Regions from separate parts of the Pan troglodytes genome. Here region 2 is linked to region 1. A link is a contact called in public capture Hi-C data. All regions are on one chromosome and are shown on one strand. The core of a region is the stretch at or near the end of the contact, and the rest is flanking DNA. Distances in the headings are between cores, read along the strand shown. Region 1 overlaps SYT2 (synaptotagmin 2). Region 2 overlaps PPP1R12B (protein phosphatase 1 regulatory subunit 12B).

The links. Capture Hi-C pulls out chosen DNA fragments and counts their contacts.
Region 2: a contact with region 1 is called in a capture Hi-C map of stem cell-derived neural stem cells, with 3 times the contacts expected there. The contact joins two enhancer-like sites. A contact is called at or near these places in 4 of 7 Hi-C or Micro-C datasets (blood, induced pluripotent stem cells and stem cell-derived neural progenitor cells) and 1 of 1 other capture datasets (stem cell-derived neural stem cells).

Annotation. Positions count from the first base shown.
Region 1 is chr1:46,495,646-46,498,935 of NHGRI_mPanTro3-v2.0_pri, reverse strand. It overlaps SYT2 (synaptotagmin 2), which reads right to left. Exons shown (of 9, transcript XM_016935938.4): 6 at 3,031-3,198; 7 at 1,498-1,615; 8 at 352-485. LOC107969749 (a long non-coding RNA gene) reads left to right here. Exons shown (of 5, transcript XR_010151185.1): 2 at 169-268; 3 at 862-1,053; 4 at 3,055-3,290. Among named protein-coding and RNA genes, the nearest start is that of SYT2, 110 kb to the right of the region's middle. Within about 2 kb of position 1,720, at least 2 of the 24 cell types and tissues checked have an H3K27ac peak or open chromatin away from gene starts, as enhancers often do. A contact at or near this core is called in stem cell-derived neural stem cells, where this site is marked.
Region 2 is chr1:46,589,965-46,593,254 of NHGRI_mPanTro3-v2.0_pri, reverse strand. All of the region lies in intron 18 of PPP1R12B (protein phosphatase 1 regulatory subunit 12B), which reads left to right. Among named protein-coding and RNA genes, the nearest start is that of PPP1R12B, 160 kb to the left of the region's middle. Within about 2 kb of position 1,609, at least 2 of the 24 cell types and tissues checked have an H3K27ac peak or open chromatin away from gene starts, as enhancers often do. A contact at or near this core is called in stem cell-derived neural stem cells, where this site is marked.

The DNA of each region.
Region 1 (3,290 bases), core at 471-2,970:
TGGAGAGGATGGAGGTGGCAGCGGCCACTCCCACCCTCTCAGCCAGCTCCCAACCCCTCTGGCACCTTTGCTATACCCCCGTACATCTGTGTGCATGACCATGGTCCTTCAAGTCCTAAACGAATGATTTGCAGAATTTTTTGAATTAGTTCATGTTTATCTCCTCAGAAAAGGGGGATCCCTGAAGCACTTGGGAAGGATGCCCCACCCAGGCACCATTAGACCTCGAGCCTTCCCCCACCAAGAAAGGCTGTTCCATGGTCTCTAGGTGAGTTCCCTCTCTTCAACCTCCCCATACATGTTTGCCTCCCCAAACCCTGCTCCATGCCTAGGAACCCAGGGCTCCAGCACCTGAATCTGCTCGAAGGGGATCTCAAAGCTGAAGGACTCGTTGAAGTATGGGTTCAGGGTCTTCTTCTTCACGGTTGTCTTCTTCTTCTTGAGCCGCTTGCCATTCTGCATCAGGTGGATCTTCACGTACGGGTCTGCGGAGGGAGAATCCCAACCCCAGAGAGGTTCCCCTTAGCCCCCAGCCTTCCTGCCGAATGTACCAAGGCCTGCCCAGAGCATCAGTCAAGATGGGGTCTTCACTCCGCTGAGACCAGGCCCTCAGAAAGCCCCAAGTCATGCCATCCAGTTCAAAGGTGGCAAAAGGCTTCACCTCCAGGACCAACTGTGACCAGTGGGTTGTGGCTTCCTGAAGCATTGGGTGGAGGGCATTTCTGAGTCTAAGTAAGGCCTTGTGAGAAAGAGTCTGGGGATTCATCTGTGATCCTGTACTGGGGAGTGGGTGGGGAGTGCTGAAGTCAGGACACACATCTTCTGGGTCATAATCCCAATCCGATCCTCCTAATCTTGCAGACAAGAAACTGAGGCCAAAGAACGGAAATGACCTGCCCGAGGTCACACAGCGGGTCAGTGACAGAGCCAGGCTGGCACTGAAACGCGCTGGTTGGAGCCCATGCCCAGGGCTGATTCTCTGGGAAGGCAGCTGAGGCAGCAGGCTTCATCCACTAGAGCCCTGTGCCATGGGCCAGCCCCATTCACTGCCAGGTAAATGTGATATTCAGAGCATCTTCCACTCCCTTGCCTCACCCTCCCCTTTCCAGGGCAGAGCCAGCAGAGCCTACAGCCTCTTCTGGAAACATGTCTCGATTGTGGTGTCGTGCTTTGGGCTAAGCCCTGCTCATTTCCCTGGGAGAAGTAAAATCCTAAGTCACAAACTTATCTGGGGATGAAATTTCTCTGATCCTTTTCTCTGTAGCCCACAGTGCATGGCCAGAGAGCGCTGGGAAGGCAGCTCTGATGGGGACAAGGGGCCCTTGGAGAAAAGGAGGGCTTGGGAAGCTAAGGCTCCCCCGCTCCTCGCTCCTCGAGGAGACATCTCAGTCCCAGGGCAGCAAAGTGTTCCTCTTCACTGGAGTGTGCAAACTCTGGGACTTGGTGCTGACTGGCTCGCTGGTGCCACCCAATGGCAGCCAGAAGCTCTCCACGTACCTGAAAGGCCGCCCACATCCATCTTCTTGAGGTTCTTAGCCTCCAGGATGCAGACAGTGAGCTTCCCGGCCGTGGGCACATAGCGCAGGGAGGTGCAGATGTCGCCCAGCTTCTCCGGCTGTCCAGGGGAAGAGCAGGACTTGGGTCATCTCACCCATCCTAGTGCCTCTCTCATGGCTGACCTCTTTCTTGCCAAAATTAGCAAGGCAGTGATGTGTCCCTGCCTCCCTCATCACCAGTCCCCATATATGTGATGGCCGAGAAGGTCTTCCAGCATATGACCTTGGGTCCCCCTGATGCAGTGCAACAAAGTCCCTGAAAGTGACAGGTTGGGACCTCAGGAGCCATGGGCTGAGGATGCTGACAGATGAGGGGGGTAGAGGACAGCTGCGGTGGCAGGACTGAGGGAGGGATCCCTGGGTGGATCCGGGATCTGGGAGGTTGGGAGTATGTTTGCGCTCCCACCCCAGGCCCTGGTAAGGTGGGAAGGTGTGCGAGAAGCGGGTGGGTTAGCCACGTGTCCACCACCAAGGGCCCTGGGGGACTGAATGTCTCAGAAGCCTTCTTTCCCTTAACAGTCCCACCCACCAAGATCTCTCCTTGTGGACCATTCCACTTGTAGTATGATTTGTGGTTTTCGGAGCAATTTGCATCCCTTTTGTTACTATCACTGCAACTCTTTGATGTAAACAAGACAAGAATTCTTTGTAACCAATGAGAAACTGAGGTTCCCAGAGGCCATGGTTTGCTCAAAGTCACACAACAATTTAGCACTGTAGGCAGGCTGAGGACCCAGGGCTCCTAATTCCTAAGGCCAACACCACACTGCAGAGTCAAAGCTGCTCAAAGTCAAAGCCACCCAGGGCAAGACTGACCACATCACACAGGTCCTGGTTCAGGTGTGCTGGCCTTCCTCCCAGGCACAGGGGACAAAAGGGAAAAAAGGATGTCTTAAGCTTCTCTACTCAGCCCTCCATCACTGCCTAGAGTGTGCCAGGTAGCAGGGCCCTGGCCAAGACAAATGATTGATGCCCAGAAGGAAGAATGGCTAAAATGGAGTTTTAGGTACACAGCAATTGCTCAGCAAATATTTAGTGAGTGAATGGATGCTGTAGCAGTTCTGGCAGGACAAGTCCCTTTGCTGAGTATCCTTTAGAACAAACATGAGCTTTTCTTGTGGGTGAACTGAGGCACAGAGGCATGAATCACTGGCCTTAGGTAATAGCAGAAGCTTAGGAGTAACAATAATAATGGTGTTTTTATTTATTTGAGTACCTACCAAATACCAGTCGCTGCGCTAGGCGCTTTATGCAGGTAATGAATCCTCATCTGTAAAAAAAGACTAAAGGAGGGAACCCGAGTCCAAAGAGTGTAAGCAACTTGCCCAGGGTCACACAGCCAGGCAGTGTGGAGCTGGGATCCTAACACAGGTCGTCTGCCTCCAAAGCCCACCCTGTTTCCATCATGCCAAGAGGTGGAAGCCCACCTGTACATTCGTCTTTCTGCCCAACCTAGCCTCTTCTCTGCTCTTACCTCCTCCTTTTCCCCGCCTTGCAGGTCTCTCCACTCCTCAATGGGCTGGCCGAGGTCCACTGTGTTCATAGGCACCTTTACCTCTCCAATGATGTCATGTTTGGAGAAGCGGTCAAAGTCATAGATGGCCATCACCAGAGTTTTGCCCCCAAGCTCCTGGTATGGCACCTGCAGGGCACAAGCAGAATCAGAGGGGGCCAGAGCGACTCACGCACCTCCAGGGGTGCTATGTGCAGGGGCCTGCATTCCAGCCCACAGGG
Region 2 (3,290 bases), core at 360-2,859, 94 kb before region 1:
CTAAATTTAAAGCTAAAAAATACTTTAAAGGTCACCTAGTTAACACTGTCATTTTAAAGTTAACAGCTGAGGCCCAGGAGATTAAGTACCTTGCTAGTGTCACATAGTTGTAGTCCTAGTGCACAGCTGTTGCACTACCTTCCAAATTTGTATCTTTATATCTGTTATATCTCTTATATCATATTACATACTGTTATGACAAATAATATAGCATAATAGTTAAGAGGACACACCCAGGAGCTAGACTCCCTGCATTTAACCCCAGCTTAACCATTTAACTACTTTGGATAGGTTATTTAACCTTTGTATGCCTCAGTTTCCTCATCTGTAAAGTAGGGATAATAATAGTCTACCTCTTAGAGTTGTGAAATGAAAATGAGCTAATACATTTAAATAGAGATGATTACAATCCATTTAAATTATTTTCCAAATCTACAAGTTCCTACATCTGGATGAGAGTAAGGCTTTCGGAATACTTTTATTGGCCTTAGGATCACATGATTTTGAAGTTATTAATTTATCCTTAAAGAATGGATTATTTGGAGAGTCACAGAAGTAGCCCCAAATCTTCTATAACTCCAACATGTGTTCTGACACATAACTGAAGAATTTTGAGGAATAAGTTTTAAAGGAGATTGCTGAAGTAGGGGGAAAGAAATGAGTAGAAAGGAAAGGAACAAGAACTAAATGTTTCAAATTGTGTTTGGAACCTGTTAAGCATCTGATCAAGTCAAGTCCCTGCAGCTTCTCTGTCAAGCAAGCAGGCTTTCATTTTTATGCCTAAATAACCCATCCCATTTATGCTTCTTTGCCAGTGCTTCCAACAGTCCTAGTTTCAGAGATCTTTACTATTTTTTCCCACCTTCTTCCTTTGAGTAAATAGCAGCCCTTTTTCTCCAATTTTTCACAGTGTTGCTTCTGGCTATTTGCTGGATCCTTTCTCTCGAGCAGAATTTTTTAATCTTGTGAAACCACTTTATCTGCTGGAGGGTATCCAGCAACTTTCTGTCCACTCTCCACCACCAGTCAGTATTTTTGCCATTCTCCTTTTAGGTAAAATCCTAAGTCTGTTTTGTTTTCCTCTCTCTCTGGGGTTCGATTGCCTAATATGGTAAGGTATTTCCCCGACAAGATTGCGCTGTGGAGTTAGAACAACAGTTTGACTAAGTTTAAAGACATGGTAGGTGAGCTATCTAATAGTTATTTATGTAGTAAAGTAATTTTTTTGCAGTATATTACATAACAACCAAAATCTATTTTTTAAGCAAGCCTCTGTTGCTTTTAACAGACTTAAAGAGATAATAAAATATAGATTTTTCTCCTCTTAACCTGTTGAGGCAGATTTTTTTTTTTTTAAAGCGAAAGATAGCTCGTCCCCAGAATGAAAGGGTTTTGAAAAGTCTGAGAAATTTGATAACATGATAATGTTCATAAGGATATAAAAGTAAGGGTAAACTTGATAAGCAATGGCTGTTATAAACAGTCCTGTGGTAGCCAGCCTCTGGGAATTGGCAGGCATTCCACGTGTAGAAAAGCAAGCTGTCCTGGATTTCTGCAATTGATGACGATGCGCAGTCCCAGGGAAAAAGATAGAGACTGAGAAATGGCAGCCAACCAACTCTGTATGTGGGAAGCTGCCTGTTATCCAGCATGCACTGAAGAATCTTCTCTAGTGGTTGACTCCACATTGGCCTCGAAGGATCTTTCCTCTCACTGTACATTTGCTCTTGCTTTGCAACTATAGTTTCTTAAAATACTGCAGATGCTGTGATTTTCTATATATGGGTTGTGTCTTGCTGTAGCCCAAGCTGTATAAACCATCTTAAGAACAAAGTTTCTTTTGGCATCTTCCTTTTATGGACTCTATTAATTTTAGGTCGTGCTGTTGCCCAGGAAATCTCAGTAATCAAAGCTCACATGTATTCCTTTGAGACCCTGTAATTTTTGGACCTAGTGTCCCATTACATCAGTGAATTCTGCTTTAATCATAAATCTTTTTTAGGATAGAATAAATTGATCTTTGAGGTATCTGTTTGGACTTCTCTCATGCATCTCATCCAAAGATGTGAAAGGTTTATCCAGCTACTAAGGATAGTATAGTTAACTTCTTGATCTTTTCTTTTTTTGATTTCTTCTTCTGCCTCCATTTGCTTTCAAGATATTAGTTTGTGTTAGTGACTTGTGACCTTATGTCTTTTTATTATAGGAACACAGATGAGCTTAAAACTCTGCTGGAGCTTTTTTAAAAAAATGTTTATAAAAGATAGTAAATTTCATTAAAGAAAATTCATGAAGTATAGAAAAATATAAAGTGGTAGCTCTCAAAAGCAGCAGGAGAATTGCTAAAGGAGGTTGTAAAAATTCATAGGGCTACTTTCAGGGAATACAGCGATGGGGGATGTTCTGCATGCATTAAGTGGAAAGGGTGAGAGATGCTAGATATCCTAAAATGCCCCATATCAAACAAGTATCCTGAAGCTTGCTTGACTTTTGACTGTCTCCCTTGACAGTCATAGATGAAAACCTATCAGTTATCTGAGTCTAAAACCAAACTTGATTTTATGTTTAAGCTCATTTTTGAGGGGCAGTGGGGAGGAAGACAGTTCTAAAAATTCAACCACCATGTAAATGAGGAGAAACTGCTCTTAGTTTTATTTATCCCTGACAGCAATGCCACTTACATAATGAGTACATCATGCTACACGTTCTGTAGATCTGCATTTAACCTCTGCCTTCATGGTAACTATATGATGCATCCAAATCTCTGACTGCTTCTTTATGCCTTCTACTTTACTGGCCCAAGCATTAACACATTAAAATACTTATTTTATTATAAAGTGCTTTGCTCTTTATTTCTTCTTCATATTCTGTTATTTTTTAAATGATTTTAGTTTTATATCAGTGATTTTTATTTCAGGATAGTAAGGGGGTGTTAAAAATATTTGTTATGAAAAGGGATTGTTTCAGCTATGAAAGCTAAGAAAAAATTGTCCATAACCATCCATAACTATACTTTTCAGAAGAAATTATTAACATTCTAGTGAATTTCCTGCTGGTGTTTTTCCAAAGTTTTTCTTTTTAAAAAACGTATTTAAAACCAACTAATCACATTCTTTAGAAAAGGATCATTGTCAACTTGAGCATTCCTGGGACACCATCATTACTATGATGACAATTTTATAAGGTTGTCTTCAAAGCACTTGGGTTCAACTCTTTTATCAAAGTAGTCCTATGATGGCTTTGATCATAGACAGCCCCAGGAATAATTGTTTCTCTTTCAGTTGGAGTCT